Regions from separate parts of the Zea mays genome. Here regions 1, 2 and 3 are each linked to region 4. A link is a contact called in public Hi-C data. All regions are on one chromosome and are shown on one strand. Each heading gives the region's core, a stretch centred on a gene start, on an enhancer-like site or on the middle of the called end of the contact. The rest is flanking DNA. Distances are from core to core; before and after follow the strand shown. Region 1 overlaps LOC100286129. Region 2 holds the start of LOC100280766 (Grx_C8 - glutaredoxin subgroup III). Region 3 holds the start of LOC100274086. Region 4 holds the start of LOC100283602 (major ampullate spidroin 2-2).

The links. Hi-C and Micro-C count contacts between places; a contact is called where the count stands out from the background.
Region 1: a contact with region 4 is called in a Hi-C map of endosperm, with 2.1 times the contacts expected there. The contact joins the enhancer-like site here to the promoter of LOC100283602 in region 4. A contact is called at or near these places in 5 of 25 Hi-C or Micro-C datasets (bundle sheath, ear, endosperm and 2 more).
Region 2: a contact with region 4 is called in a Hi-C map of ear, with 2.3 times the contacts expected there. The contact joins the promoter of LOC100280766 here to the promoter of LOC100283602 in region 4. A contact is called at or near these places in 2 of 25 Hi-C or Micro-C datasets (ear and tassel).
Region 3: a Hi-C map of leaf shows a contact between it and region 4, with 7 times the contacts expected there. The contact joins the promoter of LOC100274086 here to the promoter of LOC100283602 in region 4. A contact is called at or near these places in 13 of 25 Hi-C or Micro-C datasets (bundle sheath, ear, endosperm and 4 more) and 1 of 3 datasets of contacts at active chromatin or transcription factors (leaf).

The regions. Positions count from the first base shown.
Region 1 is chr5:168,975,761-168,980,040 of Zm-B73-REFERENCE-NAM-5.0, reverse strand. LOC100286129 reads left to right here. Exons shown (of 9, transcript NM_001159017.2): 7 at 2,535-2,658; 8 at 2,829-2,990; 9 at 3,093-3,510. The coding sequence ends at 3,256. Among protein-coding and RNA genes, the nearest start is that of LOC100286129, 8.5 kb to the left of the region's middle. Within about 2 kb of position 1,935, at least 1 of the 20 cell types and tissues checked has an H3K27ac peak or open chromatin away from gene starts, as enhancers often do. A contact at or near this core is called in endosperm, where this site is marked.
Region 2 is chr5:168,289,872-168,294,351 of Zm-B73-REFERENCE-NAM-5.0, reverse strand. LOC100280766 (Grx_C8 - glutaredoxin subgroup III) reads left to right here and starts at 2,624. Exons shown (of 1, transcript NM_001153687.1): 1 at 2,624-3,608. The coding sequence starts at 2,808. The coding sequence ends at 3,200.
Region 3 is chr5:168,896,379-168,901,162 of Zm-B73-REFERENCE-NAM-5.0, reverse strand. It overlaps LOC100274086, which reads left to right and starts at 1,538. Exons shown (of 15, transcript NM_001148465.1): 1 at 1,538-1,577; 2 at 2,109-2,174; 3 at 2,449-2,728; 4 at 2,805-2,904; 5 at 3,708-3,974; 6 at 4,047-4,124; 7 at 4,225-4,326; 8 at 4,413-4,462; 9 at 4,569-4,662; 10 at 4,780-4,784. The coding sequence starts at 2,129.
Region 4 is chr5:168,604,249-168,608,733 of Zm-B73-REFERENCE-NAM-5.0, reverse strand. LOC100283602 (major ampullate spidroin 2-2) reads right to left here and starts at 2,517. Exons shown (of 2, transcript NM_001156503.2): 1 at 2,179-2,517; 2 at 1-700. The coding sequence starts at 2,376. The coding sequence ends at 149.

The sequences.
Region 1 (4,280 bases), core at 686-3,185, 370 kb before region 4:
GGCCTCCAGGGCCACCCCATGGCCGTCATCACATGAGCAGGCCGTGGTGCGCCTGCAAGCCGCAGTGCGCGGCTTCCTTGTTAGGCGGGCGGTGCGGAAGCTGCACTTGCTGATCAGCTCATCGCTGCACCTGCACCAACTCGCAGCCTGCGCGCCCAACCACCAGGTCTCGTCTATACTTTTTGAACCCCCTGCAGAAGTTGAGATCTGGGTATGCAGCCCCCCTGCACGGCCAAAGAGGGTCGTCTCCTTCATTCGGGCAACTGCCTTGGTGCTGGACAGACCCAACATAAGAACGGGCTGGTTCCTCCACCTTTCATCCAACGTGAAGTCCGCAGTTCAGCTCTTTCCTTGGGATCCAGGAGGACAGGAGGACATAGCTGCAGTTCAAATTTATATTTTAGTTCCACAATTATTTTGTATTTTCGTCTTAAATAATAAAGGTAAGCCGAGATGTAAAAGACTTAACCTTAAGTCGTGTCAGGTAAGTCTATGGCAGCTCGAGGACGAGTTGGTCCTCAAGGGAGGGGGAGATGTCATGGACATAATAGGGAGCGAGAGGCAACAACCAGGCTGGGATAAGGCTAGAGAATAAGATTGAGATGAGCTGGGATAAGGTTAGAGAATAAGATTGAAATGAGAGAATTGTGGAGAGTTTGTTAGCATCAGATAAGTCCAAGAAAGTAGGAGTTAGTTGAGAGTTTGTAGGAGAAGTTGGTTAGCCATAGGGCTATTTATAAGCCGCATGGCAGCAGAGAATAAATCAAGCAAGATCATTAACAAACCAATCTCTCTCCCTTGCAATGACCCTCTCAAGCGCCTAGGGCTGCTACCCTAGAACCAAGCCTGCGGCAGAGGGGTATAACCTCGCCGGAGAAGACAGCTATCCCCATGGACCGAAGGTCTATGACAGAAGGAAAGACCGCCCTCCCGGTATAATACAAAGAAGAGACCGAAACAATGGCCCGGCTGTGAAAAATCCCCGAAACCTGCCCTCCATCACTAACGGGCCGATGTCGACCGTCCACTCTGCAATGGCCTAACTGGAGGGTGGCACACAGGACATCGTAGCCCGAGAGCGGATGGGGTACAACGGGGGGATTTTTTTAAACCAAGCCGGAAAATTTGCCCCCGAGGGGAATCGAACCCGGGACTTGGAGGCGCTACTTGGAAAACTTATTCCTTATATTGCTTGGTTGTCTTATATTTGTTGGTTCTTTCCCAAAAGTAGCATGGCAACTGCAACTAGGAATGCAAGCAGCGCAGGCCAAACCTGCTAACCTACTGGGCTACTGTGCCTCAAGCCCTCGTAGACCTGTGCCACGAGCCTGTAAAACAGGAGCGGCTCGACGCCCATCGTCCACTTGGCCCAATGGTGTCGCGGGAATGCGCAGGGCTAAAGGAGCGTGCTATTGCGATCTACGAAGGCAGAAAGGAGGAGGAAAACCGAGGAGCTGCCAATCTGCCCCTAGACGCTGAACACACAATCCTCCTTCAAGCGTGCGGGCCTCCCCTGCCTCAGTGTGCGCTCCCTCCTGTCATCCTCCATAGCAGCGGTGGCCGCGGGGTTGATGTTCTTGTTGGAGGCGTCATCTGCGCTGCCATCCTCATGTGCGCTCCGGAACACGAATGCAGCCGTGGAGCCTAATTGTTGAGAAGGACCGTGTTCTCGTCTCGACTTTCATCTGCAAGAATTTTTCACCTCTGGACATTCATAGTACGGCACCACATCCATCGTTGGATGGCCTTGGCCGGCTCGTCGTTATCCATGGCTACGACACAGGTGGAGCAGGATGGCGGTTGTGGCGTTGCCAAACCCAAGGCTACTAGGCAGGCTGATCTCCTGGACAGCCAGAACAAAATGAGGCTCGGGCTACCTGCTCTGCACGGACCAGAACCAAGACCTTCATGCACATGAGCATCCACACAAGGGGTAGGAGGCCACTTCGTTGGCCATGGGTGGGTTGCGTTTGCAGTCAGCGGCAAGGGGGACACGAGTGAAGTTGCATCAGCAATGCGGCGCTGTGCAGGCTGCCACATAAACCTGCAGAAACATTCGGTGCTGCTTGAGCTTCTGCATGTGTCTGAAAAAGCTCTCGAAGCTCATGCGGACGTGGGGAGGGCTGACCGCTGCCACCCCACTTGCATCATTGACTGCAACTGGATCGAATGGGAAGAATCCCATTGGGGGATGGTGAAGCCTTTTACAACTGGTTTTGACAGCTAGTCAATTTTTAAAGAGGCACGTGGAACCTAGTATATGTCTAGCAAGGATGCACGCAGAATCATCAGGCATAATATAACTCGCAACTCTAATTCACAATGCTTATCACCTACAAATTGATTACCTAATTGGTTAATTTGGACCAAGCCATTTCTGAAAATTTAGATGCAATTGGAATCCAAATACAGTATGAGTAGATCATTCAATTATACAAGAGCCATTGAGTTTTCATGGTTTGCTTTCCATGTTGCTTATGTAGTTGTGTGTGGCATGTTCTGGCTCCTTTTCACATGTTTCCTCTGTTTTGTAGGAAGAAAGTGAGAGAGTGAAGGCGGAAGTTGCTGCTGCTGTTCAGGCATCAGCTATGCGATTTGAGTATACAAATTCCTCTCAAAGTCACAACGATGTCATGTTCTCTCTGGATGACTTTGAAGGTAAATTTACTGAACTTCGGATGGTGTCCCTGCTTGTTCTTGATATCCTTAATATCACAGTTTTCTGATTGCATTTGTCTGTTGCCCATTTTCTCATCTGCTTTATTACGCACATCTGAGATTTGGTTCATTCTTGTTGGTGCTGATTTTGATGTCTCTTTGCACTGAAGCCCTGGGAAACAACGCTGGGCCGTCCACCAGTCCACCAGCGAGTGAAAGGAAGCTTTTCTCTGATGTAACACGCTTGGGTTTTGCATCTGCTCAAGACTCACCTCCCTTAAGACTCGGAACTGGGGATGCAAATGGCCAAAGTGAAACCTCGAGAGACCAAGGTACGTGATACCTGGTCTGTTTAGGAGTTTGGACACTTGCAGTGTATTAAAACCTGATTTCCATTGAACTCCTGGCGGTAACGATATATTTGTGTTATGCAGGGCCGTTAGCGACACCCGCATTATCATTTGCCAGCATCATATCTTCCAGTAGAGCCGTGACTGCAGCTGACAACTCGGAGATGCAGAAAGCAAATGGCGCTGGGAAGAAGGGTAAGAAAGCAACTAGAGTGCTTTTGTCGACTGGTGGTGGCCGTCGATACTGAAGGACTATAGATGCATTGGAACGAACAGTTTGGTTGTTTCCATATAATGCCGTAGCTCAATGCAATGTGCATAGTACATAACCTGGCTGGGATACGCTTGTAAGTTGTAACACTGAGCGGCAGTCGTGTGTGTTTTGCCTTTCTTGTGGGTGTGCTTGCGTTGTGCCCACATCCTGTCCCTTGCATGATCTGGAAACGAGCGCAGAGAAGCGTGTACCATAACTAATAAAGGTGGCGCAACACTTTAGTTGTGGAACGCCGCTAGTCTGCCCGGAGTGTCAAAATCTCCAAAAATGTGTACTTTTGATCATTGAACATAGTTCATCAGGGTTCAAAGATTGTCTGACTCGCTCCATAGATCGACGTGTCATGTTAATCGTTTGTTGATCGACAAGTGGGCCTCACATGAGTGGCGGGCGACTTTGGGCGGGCCACCGGTGCAAAGGCACTGTATTTCGTCTAGGATAAAAGTACAAACACATGTCTGTTGATTAAATTTTGTAAAGAAGAAAAAAAAATACAAATCTAGGATACTAAAAAGACATCACGAGATTTATCATAAAATATATTTTTCTATGATGTCTGTTTTGTATCATAAATATTGAAATCCTCTACAATTTGGTCAAATTTGAGTGATCAAGACTAGAATGACTCGTAAAATCATAAAAAATGCGCTCACACAGCCGAAAGACATGCTATAAGCCTATAACCACCAGTCCACCACTCACCTCTTTACTAATTGTTCGATAAAAAAAACTGTTTGATGGGCTGTTTTTTGGGCCAATGTCTCCCTCTGTACTCAATAAAAAGAAAACCGGACATTTTTAGCCCATGATGCAATATAGTTTTTTCTTCGTTATACAGTCTTTTATAGCACGGGTTTTGGGGTTTGAACCCTGCATCCTCCCCTCCTAACGCCCAACTTCTAACCATTTTAGAGCTTATATCCATTTGTGTTATACGAAGGATAGATAGTATAAATATTGTGTTATGCAAATGATATATATTGTAAATACATACATAC
Region 2 (4,480 bases), core at 1,375-3,874, 310 kb after region 4:
TCTTACAAACTTTGGTACACAAAAAATAGCAACTAATCGATGCACTAAAAATCCAAAACCCGACAATTTTGGTATCAATATAATCGGTTCGGTGTTCGATTTTCATGGCTTGTTCCATTGGGGCACCTACTCGTGATGCTTGTGCCGCTGGTCGTGGCCTAGTGTGCGGTCGAACCGCAACGACAGGATGCGGCAGCAGCCGACAGCTGGCGGCCAGCGGCGCAAGAGTGGGAGGCGGATCGACAGGGTCGGACGGAGCCTGCGGCACGAGAGCAGGAGACGGATCGACGATGTCGAGGTGGGTGGGGCAGGTCATGGTGGTCGTTGGCCACTGGTGGCTCTCATGCTTGGCGGTGGTGGATTGGGGAATTGAAGGGAATAGGGTTAGGAGGTTTCCCTATATTTATACTGCAAGTGGATTATGGGTCGTGTGCCGTTGCGTTTGCCCGAGAAGTTTCTTGGCTTGCGCTTGGCAGCTCGGTTATATGGTATTTCGAGTTGATGGCAACTGATGATCGAAACCAGAACCGGGGACTGAAAAATCTAGTGTTAGAAACCAAAACCGGAACCGAAAAACGAAAAAAATCAGGACTTCGGTTTGGTTCGGCTCTCGGTTTGGTTTTCGATGGTAACCTACCTAGTCCTAATTGGATCAATAGGATCACTTTCATTGAATGACATAAATTTTCTTGAGTTACAAAGTATTTTTTGAAAAGATATACCATTTTTATCAGGTCCACGGACCCGACAAGCCCCTCTGGTCTAGATCCACCCCTGTCTCTAGTCACCATATTCTTAAGATATCTCCAGCAGATCCTCTATTTTTATCTCATATCACATTTTTTATTTTAAATTTCACTATGCAAATAGTGTCTATAGTTTTGTGTCTCCTATTTTACACTATCAATCGTAGACAGTCTTATATCTATCCCTTCTTTGTGTAGATTCAAATCCAACTCGCTGTAACCGGCGGAGGACGGATGATGCACATGGAGGAGGCGCCAGCGTGGTGGTCGAGGGCAGCGTTGATGAGGGAAGGCCTGTATGTTCGACATCGTCATTTATATTTTACAGTTTGGTACTCAAATGCAACATCTGAAGTTCTGAGCCATTGTAATAAGTCATAACACATCGTCATTTAAAAAAAAGAAGCGTCAGTATTTGTTGTTTATGTCATTTTGAGAATTTTTTTGACTTGAAATGACTCGTCAAAGATAGGCTGGAGACTCGTTGAAGTGCAGTGGAGTCGAAGGAAAAGCCGGTCTTTGCATGGCTTTCCACTTGCTCTCGCCATCAAATCTTCCAACAATTCTTCAGGAATGCCTTCGCTTTGCAGTGATAAAGACAGGCTAGCTGTGCCACGGAAAAGTGGCATCCGCAAAGGCGAGGGGGGACAAAGGGACATCTACGTGATGTAATACACTTGCAGTGTTCCGGCAATGGCATGAAAAGCCTAGCGTTCGATTCATCCAGTTGCCTGTCTCCATGCAGCACGACATAATGGGATTGGCGGAACAGTGCTGTTGGACAAATCTTTGCAGATGCTGGGAATAGTTTTTTTAAAAAATTTCCGACGTGGATTATCAAACCATCTAAAAAAAAGAACTCAATTCCGAGACAATAAAGCCTATGGAACAAAGGAAAATTTCTTGAATGCTGCGTTTTTTCTGTGTTTTTGAACTAATTCCTATAAAATTCCTATATCATTATCATGAAATTCCTGTATTCTAAAGGAGACTTTTTGCATCTGTACATACGTGCATGGAGTATAATTTGACATTTTCACAACGATTTCCATTGTAATTTGTCACAAAATATACATATTCATCTGAGTCTGATGAAGTTGGTCGAGCATATAACAAATTTGTAGCTTAGGGAAGTAAGAATATGTGCATGTCATCTGCTCCAAAAAGGAATAAAATCCTAGTTCAACGCACAATGGCTCCATAGGAGGAACCTCACACGTTTCCGCTGAAGCTGAGAGGGTGTTTGGGAACGATGTTTTTTCACAATTTTAGAAAAATACTGTAGTATTTTCAAATACTACATTATTATATTATATATAGAATGGTGTTTTTCAAAATTGAAGTATTACAAGTGATATAGTTATTTTAAAGGTATTCTAAACTTAGATTTAGAACTTAATTTTTAAAACTGTAATATTTTAAACTGTGCTATCGTCATTACTAAAATACACAGCAGTATTTCAAAAATTATTGTTATCAAAAACTTTGTTCCAAACAGGGCATGAGATGTTTCACTTCTTTCCAAGCTAGGACGACTCCATGTTCTCTATTTGCATGTCCCAACATCCAACATAAACTAATTATTACGGCCAAACCGAAGATCATTACTTCTCGGTGACTGGTGGTCACTACAACTAACTACAGTATCAAGTTACTGCTCCTGCTAGTCTGAGATCATCACATCATCAGACATCGGACAATAAAATAAGCACTAGTGGCAAACAAGAAAGAGAGGAAATTTGGCATTCGCTTAGGACCCCCAAAAGACCTCATTGGCTTGGAAGTGCTTACCCTTCCTTCCCTGCCTCCCCTAAATTACCAAACCACCCCCTCCTTTCCTCTATATATATGCATCTTTCACATCCTGCTAGCTCATCACTCACCAAGACTCCAAGCACTCACCTCCTCAGCTCATTGCCAGCCTTTGGTTCCTTCCAGCTAGCAACCGGACGGCCAGCAAGCCAGCAGACTAGTAGCTCTTCTCAGTTCTCACACCTACTGTGTCTGTGTGTGCTCGCCTTTAGCGGCAAGCGACCCACCCCCCTTCGGTAGCGAGCGACAATGCAGTACGCGGCGGCGGAGCAGGCGTGGTACATGCCGGCGACCACGACGATGATGGCGGAGAGCGCGGTGGCGCGCGTGGAGCGGCTGGCGTCGGAGAGCGCGGTGGTGGTGTTCAGCGTGAGCAGCTGCTGCATGTGCCACGCCGTGAAGCGGCTCTTCTGCGGCATGGGCGTGCACCCGACGGTGCACGAGCTGGACCTGGACCCGCGCGGACGAGAGCTGGAGCACGCCCTCGCCCGCCTCATCGGCTACGGCCCCGCCGGCGCGCCCGTCGTCCCCGTCGTCTTCATCGGCGGGAAGCTGGTCGGCGCCATGGACCGGGTCATGGCCGCGCATATCAACGGCTCCCTCGTCCCACTTCTCAAGGAGGCCGGCGCGCTCTGGCTCTGAACTGTAGGCAGGCCGCGCGCCATTGCTGGTGACTCGTGTGCCAACAGGCTACGCAGCTTCTTCCGTTGTCTAAGTTAGTTCCTTGTTGCTGTAGAACCTGATGTCACTTGCTGCAAGCTAATCAAACTACGTACTAAGCTACGGTGATAGGAGGATACATCCATGGACAGGGCCGGATGGTGGTAGATCAGTGATGCATCGGATTGGGCTTAATGTGTGTGAGTAGTGTGTGCAAGAGAGAAGAGAGGCTGGTACCGTGTGTGTGCTTTTTTCTCACTACCTACTGCCTCCGTCGGTGTTTGTGTGTGCGTGCATGTGGTGTTTGACGCATGCGCTGGATTTGCTTTGCTTGGGGTGCTACACTGTTACCACCACTGTTGTTTAATTTGATATCCTTTAATTTTAATACCTTGTTTCCTCTCACTTTTATGGGTGTATGTCTTTGCCTACTGATGTCTGTCTGTCTCTTGGTTCTGGATATTGTGATTGGATGGCTGAGACTTATGCAATTTGTGATTTACTCATCTCTTAACCTGTTGTTGGCCACTAGTAATTAAACTATATATTTTGATTATTTATTTACATTCTTTATCGTATTTTATGAAATATATTTTTTGTAGTATGTTTATTTAAAGATATAAATACTATCAATGGTTTATATAAATCTAGACAAATTGAAAAGAGTTTGACTAGCACAAAAAATTATACGCCACTTAAAAAGTGATGGAGAGGGTATGTCAGAACTCATCAATTGTGTCAAATGACGTGCGACAAGTATTTTGTCAGGAATATTTTCTTCACTACTATAGTATATAGTCCCAAGGTAATATGGTACGGTGTATTTTCCAATACATAATACCCATTATCAAAACACCGGTATTATCTGAAAGTTCAATTCATAAATATCACTTGTATAGGTTGACCTAAGACTGTGTCCAAGTCCAATAGATCATGTATATATGATCATGCAAATCACTGTTTTGTATTATCTCTCCGATTGTAAGGGACTGTTTTGGTAGGCTCTCCTTTCCGCTCTCACTTTGGCTCCATTCTAAAAAAAAGGTTTTTATGAACCATAATGTAAGTCGGAGGATTTTGGTGAACTTGCTATGAACAATTATATAGGAGCAAGAGGTGGTTTAAAACGGTTTGTAGAGGGAGTTAGAAAAAACCATTACTTATGTGTCTCTACAAATTATCTTTTTTCTAAAGATGGTTAGGAGCGATAGTATCCAACCAGCCCTAAGAGTATGTTTCTAGATTATTTTAGCTGCCACTAT
Region 3 (4,784 bases), core at 289-2,788, 290 kb before region 4:
GTGTGGTATCGAAGACTTAGTTCCAAGGATGCCCCAACGTAATTTGAGGTGGTGCCAAGCCCCTCCCTGGACGGGGCTAGGGGAGGTCCTCAAGTCAGGGGGCCTAGGAGCAGTGGTCCCTCCATTGTAGGCCCAGAGCCAGTCTCTTGAGTCAGGATCCCTGAGCGCATCTTGGTGATAGTCGGGGGTATGGCCATCCCTAGGTGATGACAGATATAGTTCCGAAGGATAAGAAGTAAACCTAGACTAAAGGAAAAATGATGATATAGATAATCAACACCTCAAACAAGACACTATAAGACATATTGAAGACATACAAGAACATGCTTTGTCCAAGACATAAGAAGGAAGGAGCCCAGATGAAGACACATGAAGAAACAAAGAAAGAACATGGTGCTTGGTAGCACCAGATGTGTTTGGTAATGCACCGAATATAGCACCAAATATGAGAGCATTGTGTCAAAGGAGGGATACTGTAACTGGGTATAACGAACATGTAGGTGCACACCAAATCCCACTCACTGTCATTTTCTGTGGGGTGCTGGATAGGGTACTTAGAGAGGAGTGCAACATGTTGGGGAGGTTCATAAGGCACTAAACATGTCTGGTGAAGCATCAAATACCCCACATCGGACAAGATACTTAGAGAGGTTGCATCGTATATTAGAGAGGGCCATAGGAGACGAGCAGTCTCATCTTCTCACTGATGATGGGAGCCATTAGCAATTTTGCACTATCATTTGTGGGCTTCGCTAGTATGCCATCGGTTCACAAATCATAGACACAGAAGGTCCCACCAGTCATAGACACGGGATGATATAATAACAGAAAGTCAAAACTGAGAGTGGAAAAATAGCAACTCCTGATGATGGACGAGAGAAAGACCATTAAAAAATACTTGCTCCACATTGACAAGGGCTCCATACATTATAGAGATTAGTCGTTGAGTAAGTCTATGAACGTTTCATAGTTGGTTTCAAAGAAACTGAATCGAAATAGAGAGTGAAAACTATGAATAAAGAAGACTTGTGAATTGAAGACGAAAGTGTGTGAATGAATATAATTATCCTCTGTTTATAGAATACATTCAGTTTTCTTTAGATTTCTACGTCAGAGTAATAATGGCTCACACCCATCGCGTCGGTCTTTACCAATACCGACCGGGCTCACCCCACTACCATCGACACAGCCGCATCAACCGATCGGCAGGGCAGCCAACCGGCCGGGCCAATCACTCGCAGCTGCAGTGGCTGGCGGTCTGGCACCGATCGCCGGGAGTGACACGGCAGCGATCATACCGACCGCGGGCAACAGCCAGCTCCTCCCGTCCTCGGTCCACGCCACGGTCCTTCATCTCCAAAGTCAAACTGGTCGAAGAAGAAGAGCCGTTTATGGCATCCTTCCGTTACCAGCTGCGGCCATCGTGCGCGCCTCTCACCATTTGGGCCCCCGCGCACTCCGCCCCGCGACGAGCGCGCCACCACCCCCGCCTCTATTTCTTTAGCATCGCCGCCCCCAAGCCATTTCTCTCCAGCATCGCCGCCCCCCCTCTCCGCCTCAAGGCTCTCCTCTCGGAGGTACGTGCGCGCCCCTCAGTTCCGATCTAGCCGTTCTATGGGGAATCACGAGCGTTTCTGTTGGTACATTGGCCTCACTCAAGGCCGCTTGCGTGTTCTTCCTTCTCGTGCTCTGTTCTATGCACACGTTCTAGGTTTTGATCCCATCATTGCTAATCGTCAGGTATCGACAGATTATCTCCTCGATGCGAGGGAGAAAACACACTACTTATCTAGTCTCAACTGCACACAAAGAGAAAGAGCCACCCTAAAAAATCAATGCTTTTGATCCTACCACTTGGCATTGAATCAGATTATATCTGGTGCATTATCACCACACTGAAATATTAAACGCATTATTCTTCAAAATTGATCATCTGTGCCAACATAGCATTTGATCGATGCAACGGCGATGATGTTTTTAAGTTTTTATTCAGACTTATTCAAGTAGTGTAAGTGAATTGTCCACTTTTTCCATCAGCATAACCTCTCCGATTAGCCTGGTAGGTGCATGGAATGGAACTCAATACGACCTCTTCTTTCTTTTATCAGGTCTGATAGGCAACCCAATAATGGCAGAAGTCCTATCAGGATCTCATGAACACCGTCTAAGCTCTGGTGAGTATGCATATAATTAAATGACATGACCATTCTCTTGCTGACTGAGATGGATAATATATTGCAACAGTACTTTCTTTCTTTCTTTGCCCTCATAAAAAAACTTGTGATATTCCTGTAATGTCTGATTTTTTTATTGAAACGTTGCACTTATGGCAACACATTTTTGTTTTCCCCAATAATCATGGACAATTTAGCATAATCCATGCAAGTCAAATTCAGTCCCCGAAATTAAACTTCACAGAATTGACTTATCTAGAAATGATATCTGCAGCCTTAGATGGACACTACGACGAGAAGAGGAAATCCAATGTGGAATACACAGAGGACGAGAAGAAAGCCGTGATCGCGGCTCTGAAAAAGAAGGCTTTGAGCGCCTCACAGAAGTTTAGGCATTCCATGAAGAGGGGGAGGAAGAGCAGCAAGGTGATGTCCATCTCGATTCTGGATGAGCGTGAACCTGAGGAGGTGCAGGCTGTGGATGCCTTCCGCCAGCTTCTTGTACTTGAAGAGCTGCTACCATCGCAGCATGATGACTACCACATGATGCTAAGGTATGTGATATAGTAAAGGATTGTATGATTGCATTTTCATGTGTGGTAGCATTGCTGAAAGTTTGGGATCATGAAGATTTCTCAAGGCAAGAAAGTTTGATATCGAGAAGGCAAAGCAAATGTGGTCTGATATGCTGAAGTGGAGAAAGGAGTTCGGTGCAGATACCATTCTCGAGGTAACTATAATCAGATCGAGTATTTGTAATCATATATTACTTTCTAAAACGTCTTAGATAAAATATATATTTGTTTAACTTTAAATTTTGGAAAATTGGATAAATAAGGAAAATTTTAGTTATATATCTTTATTTAGATCCAATTGATGTGTACGAGATCTATTGGATACTCTATTTTTTTATTTTTGCAACTTTGAATATGACATAATTTAGTCAGCTTATATAAACTATCTGTTTTTTATGCAAGTAATCCCAGTTATATGTATGTGCCAAACATACTGAAACGTGTACATGCCCAACGTGGATGCAACTCTACATACAGAGAACATTACGCGGCCATTTTAGATCTTCAATATATATACGTGACAACCAATTATTTTTATTAGAAGGCCCTCTGAATTATCTAACACGGTATTAAATACACACACACACACACATTATATAAGGCGTTAGTGTGTAACATAATTTAGATTACCAAAGTTCACACAAATTGATTAACATGTTAGCCATTAATATTATCCGTGGATATAACTTATTTCTTAATTGAGTATATATTATGTATCTAACCATTATAAGACAAAAATACCAAAACAAATTAAAATATATAAAATAATTTCATCCATATATAAATAGATTAAAGTATTTTCTCAAGGGTATTCAATTGAATACCATTATTTTTACCAAAAAAGTTTATACATACAGTATACATATACACAAAAAAGAGAAGCAATCTTAGGAATTATTTACAGGCTATTAGTTCATAAACTTTTGTAACCTTTTCCTTTTCTCTAATGCAATCTTAGGAATTCGAATTCGAAGAAGCTGATAAGGTGGCAGAATGCTACCCTCAAGGTTACCATGGGGTTGATAAGGAAGGCAGGCCTGTCTACTTTGAACGGCTTGGACAGATCGATGTGAATAGGCTAATGCAGGTCACTACAATGGATCGCTTTGTCAAGAACCATGTCAAGGAGTTCGAGAAGAACTTTGCTGTTAAGTTCCCAGCTTGCTCAATCGCCGCGAAGCACCATATTGACCAGAGCACAACAATTCTTGACGTGCAAGGAGTGGTAGGTATCTACAAATTTGGTGGCTACTCAATGGTGCGATTTTACAGTGAATAACCAAAGACACATTTTCAGGGGATGAAGCAATTCAGTAAAGCTGCAAGGGAGCTCATTGGCATGCTTCAGAAGATTGATGGTGACAATTATCCAGAGGTAATCCCTTTGATATGTGTTTTGCCTTCAGACATTTTATCTGAATTTTGTAAGCAATATTGTTCTTACCATGCCAGTTTTTCTTCTCTTTTGGTGCTAGACCCTGTGCCGCATGTTCATCATCAATGCAGGCCAGGGATTCCGGCTTCTATGGGGCACCGTCAAGAGCTTTCTTGACCCAAAGACCACTGCAAAGATTCATGTATTTTTTTCCCATCTTTTATCCAGTTTTGCTCTTTAGCTATGATTCCAAAACTCAATTAGAATATCGTCTCCATATTTCTGTAGGTTCTGGGTAACAAGTATCAGAGCAAGCTTCTCGAGGTGATTGATGCTAGGTAAGAAAATAGGTTACCCAATTGGTAGTTATTAGCTTTACTGAACTCGTCAGCTAACTTCTATGGCACATTTGTCCACTGAAATATACACGTTTCTATTATTCAGTGAGTTGCCAGAAATTTTTGGTGGAACCTGCCGATGTGAAGGTGGTTGCATGAAGGCTGACAAAGGCCCTTGGAAGGACCCCGAAATCATGAAGGTGAGGACTAGTCCAATATGGTCCTTTGACCTGAACCTTGCCGCCTTGAATACAAATCACCAAATCTTTAAGGGGAAGGCACTAACTCAGTATTCCTAATGCCCCTTTGATGTGAAGATGGT
Region 4 (4,485 bases), core at 1,268-3,767:
TAGTACTCCTAGTTCTTATGGAAGATCTCTAGCCAAGAGCCAAACAGAGGTGGCTTGCATTGCACGCACGACTGCCTGCGCCTCAGGAGACGTCCTCCGATCCCCCTCCTACAATTAGCGGAGCGAGCATATGGCCGCGCCGGCGATCTCAGGCGTAGCCGTTGCGGCTGAGGTGGAGGAGGCCGGAGCTGCCGCACTTGGGGCACACGTCGGCGCGCTTGGGCACCATGAAGTACATGAAGCAGGCGCGGCAGCCGGCCGCCACGAGGACGTGGCCGGCGCCGAGGCGGGCGCCGCCGTTGTCGCCGGAGCCGGACTCGTCGGTGGGCGAGAAGGACGAGAGCGTCGACGAGACCGCCGACCCCCGGCTGCTGCCCGTGCTGCTGGAGCTGCTGCTGCTGGTGGTGGTGCTGCTGCTGCTCTCGGCCTCGTCCTCGTCGTCCGCCTCGCCGTCCTCCTGCTCGTCGTCGTTGTCGTACCCGCTGTCGTTGCTGACGCCCCGCCACGCGCCGGTCACGACGTCCGCCGCGCCCACGGACGACGACACGGAGGTGTACCCCGACGACGGCGTGGACGCGCGCCGGGTGCGCCGAGACGTGGAGGAGCGCGGTGTCGGGGAGGAGACGAAGGCCGACGCCGTGCGCGGGTCCACCGTCGTCCGGGTGCCGTTCTCCCAGTTGATGTAGTACACTTGCCCCGTCTGCACGAAAATTAGCTCAGAGAGAAAAAAAAAACGCAAGACACCAGCTATTAATTAGGTTACTGCGTTAAACAAACAGCTAGCTGTTGGACAACGCTATAGAATCTATTTGCACGTAGACCGTTCCTAATCATCTTTGTTGCGTTCTGTTTGTCTGTTTATACAGTGCATACACTCACACGAACTAGTGGCATTAGAGGTGGGGGTGGGGGTGTGCAGGCACTATGCAGGTATCGGGGAACAGGTTGCAGGAAGGCAGCTGGGGCAGGGCTGGAAAGAAGGAAACTCCACTCCACCATGACCGCACACGCCTTCCGCTTCACCAACAGCATCTCTGCTGTCTGAGATGGATCGGAATCATGGAAAGGAGCTTTCCAGCAAAAAGCCTTGCCCGATGGCAAAACTTTTCGCCTATGATGATGTGTTTGCGTTTCAAAAGAAATTTTAAAAAAAGATGCTCTTTTTGCTTGGGTTCTGTGTGAATTTCTTGCTGGGGTGGAATCAGATGCAAAACAATGCAACTTGGTTCCAGGAGGAGGAAAGTAAACGCGGAGGGGGGAACAGCTTGAGTTGCGTATCACAGGCCTTTTCAGTTAATAATGATGTGCTTCCTTGCTGCAGGATAAGTTGGTGCGTGTCAGATGGAAAAACTCAAAGATCTCTCTGCATCTGCAGTGGGGAACACGCGCTTGAGCAGAGCAGTTGATTAGGCTGGGTGATTATGGCCCAGGACCAACCAGCAACAGGGTGCAGAACCGCTCGCTGTGGTCCAGAAGAAATCCGCGGCGAAATCTCGAGTTCCAGATACAAACAGATTAGTAAAAAGGGACGGATCCGCAGGGATGTGTCAGGATTGAGAACACGGACAGATCTGGACTCGCCTTAATCACTTCCCTGCCGTATGAAATTGGGAGAACGCTAGTAGTATAACAGAACAAGGAGATGGAAAAAGAAATAGTCTTCTGAGCTCGATCGAACCGAGATGAAAGATAGGTTGGTTGTTGTTCTTCGTCTCTCTCTCTCTCTCTCTCTCTCTCTCTCTCTCTCTCTCTCTCTCTCAGAGATTCAGGGAGGTCCTCAAGAAATCCCCGCCAAACAATCCATCGAAAAAACCAACACGGGGAAGGAAGAAGCTGATCTGAACCGGGTCCGGGAGGCGCAAGGCAAGAATCCAAGAGCAAGAGAACAAAAGATGGGGACAGGCGGCGGGAGCGAGTTAATGAAGGGGCGGAAAAAAAATCCTATCCCCATCCGGCCGGTCTGCTCACCACTTTCACCATTAATGAGGGAATGATTGATCCATCCTTTCCAGAAACGCGCCGCCGCCGGCACCCACCAACCTCGGACTCGGAGACAGTTGCCCATTTATGGCCAAATGATTAGGAAACCCGCGCGCGCGCTACCGGCGTCCAGGCGCGAGCCGTGATGGGGAATGAGGGAACCGACCCGTAGGGTACGATATGCAGCAATGGACGTACCCGGATGTCGAGGCACTGCTCCCAGTGGTAGGGCAGTGCCACCTCGGAGTTCAGCTCCACGGTGACGCCGTCGGTGTCGCCGCCGCCCTCGGCGCCGCGGCGCCTGGTGCCTCCCCGGCGCCGCCCGCCAGCGCCGCCGGTGAGGGAGCAGTGGCGCAGCGAGGAGGCGATCATCTCGATGTTGGGCGCAGTAGTCATCAAGAGGCCAGGGGGGATTATGGGGCGCCCCGGGCGGCCAAGTGGGTGGGTGGGTGTGGGTGTCTGTGTGGAGGAAGAAGTGCGTGAGAGGAACGGAGAGACAGGCCGGGGGGAGCGGGGAGGTGGGTGAAGGATTGAAAGGAGGCTGCTGCTTTTCGCTGTGGTGGTGTTGTGGGGGCAGCGCGACGCCGTTGCTGTTGCAGCGACGGAGGCCGAGTGGAGATTGCAGCCGCCCACTGTTATATATAACCACTGTGGATGTAATCCTTGGCTCATTTCTTGATGATGAGGCAGGCATCTTTGGTCGTTTTCTTCTTTTGTTTGCCCCTATACCCTATAGCTTTGTCACGGGTTTTACTTGGACGCTCACGTTGTTATTAAACACAACACCCCAGCTGCCCAGCACTATCGCTCTTAAGGGCCTGTTTAGAGCAAAGAAATTGAAAGGCCTAAAATCTACATATTATTCAATTTTGGGTAGCAAGTGAATTTTATCCTGTTCTCAAACAAGTCATAAAACCATTTTCACTCCGAGTTGTTTAACTAGAAATGTATCACTACAAACAATAGGTTATTTGTGTTGGTCACTTACTTGCTTTTGCTTTTAAACAAACAATAAGTTATGTGTGTATCCGCCTCAAATATTATTCCTTGCAATGTGATAACGTTTACATGCATACCTTCTGCTATACACAAATGAGAGCTTCGAAGGCAAATTAAACAAAGAAGAGTCATTTTCCTTCTCCTTCCTCCACGAAAAAAGGTGTCCCTATGCATAATATTGTTCATCTAATTATAGGGGAGAGATACAACTTCATTATAAAATTACAAGCATGTCCATGAAGCTTGTACATATGATTCACAAATGACACAAGGGTAGTGTTGTCTTCTATGTTTTATCATCTTGGCTACAGAATCTTGTAAACACCTTCCTCCAACCTCGTTCGACTTTTGCCTTCGTCTTCCCGTATCGTTATGATAAAGCTAATGCCTTTGTCTTTTTTCTTGATCTATTCTGAAGGTAACTAGCGCCGAAGCACCTGCAACACCTAGAGATGTGTCGAGAAACAATGGTTATCTGTGTTTTTGAGGACCTTGGAAAGACGAAGGCCCCCAACAGTAACCCCTCGCAGTATTAGTTCGTTTCCTTGTAACGAATTCAGACTGCGAAACGAACAGAGGCCTTATGCCGAATGTCCGAAAAAACACCTTCCTATCATGACCCTATTTGGCACAACTTATTTTCAGCTTATTCACAAATTTAAGCAGAAGTTCTGCCAAACAGGCAGCTTCTACAGCAGCTTATCAGTTCAGCTGCTTCTCAGAATTTTGGGTAGCAAGTGAATTTTAGCCTGTTCTCAAACAAGTCATAAAACCATTTTCACTCTGAATTGTTTAACTAGCAATGTATCCCTAAAACAAGGCAACACAACGTTAAATGGTAGGGATCTTCGTCTTTAAAGTATTATCTCTTCGAGATAATAGCTTCAGAACAAAGATGGAGATAAACACTTCGGAACACCGCAGTGTGAATTAGCACATTGCATGTTCCTCCCTTCATTTAACCTTGATCCGAAGGTTAAATGGACGAAGAAAATGACAAACAAAACACTAGTATATCTTTTAATCATAATGGAAAGTGCGAATTATAAAGGATAAATCTAACTTATCTGTGTATCCACCTCAAATATTATTCCTTACAATGTGATAAACGTTTACATGCATACCTTCGGGTATACACAAATGAGAGCTTCAAAGGCAAATTAAACAAAGAAGAGTCATTTTCCTTCTCCTTCCTCCCGAAAAAGGTGCCCCTATGCATGATATTGTTCATCTATTTACAGGGGAGAGGTACAACTTCATTATGAAATTACAAATATGTCCACAAAGCTTGTACATATGATTTACAAATGACACAAGGGTAGTGTAATATCCTAGAAAAAATGTTGCCAAAGGTTGATCTTCGGTGCATGGATGTGGGAAAAGGGTTGTGGGCCGTTGGATGCTAAGTCGGAGTCATCTGTGGCGTCGCTTCTTTTCTCCCGCAAAGAAAACCATAGTGGTGGCCTTTTCCCCCTTTTGCCCCTACTTGGTCGCCACCCCTTCCCC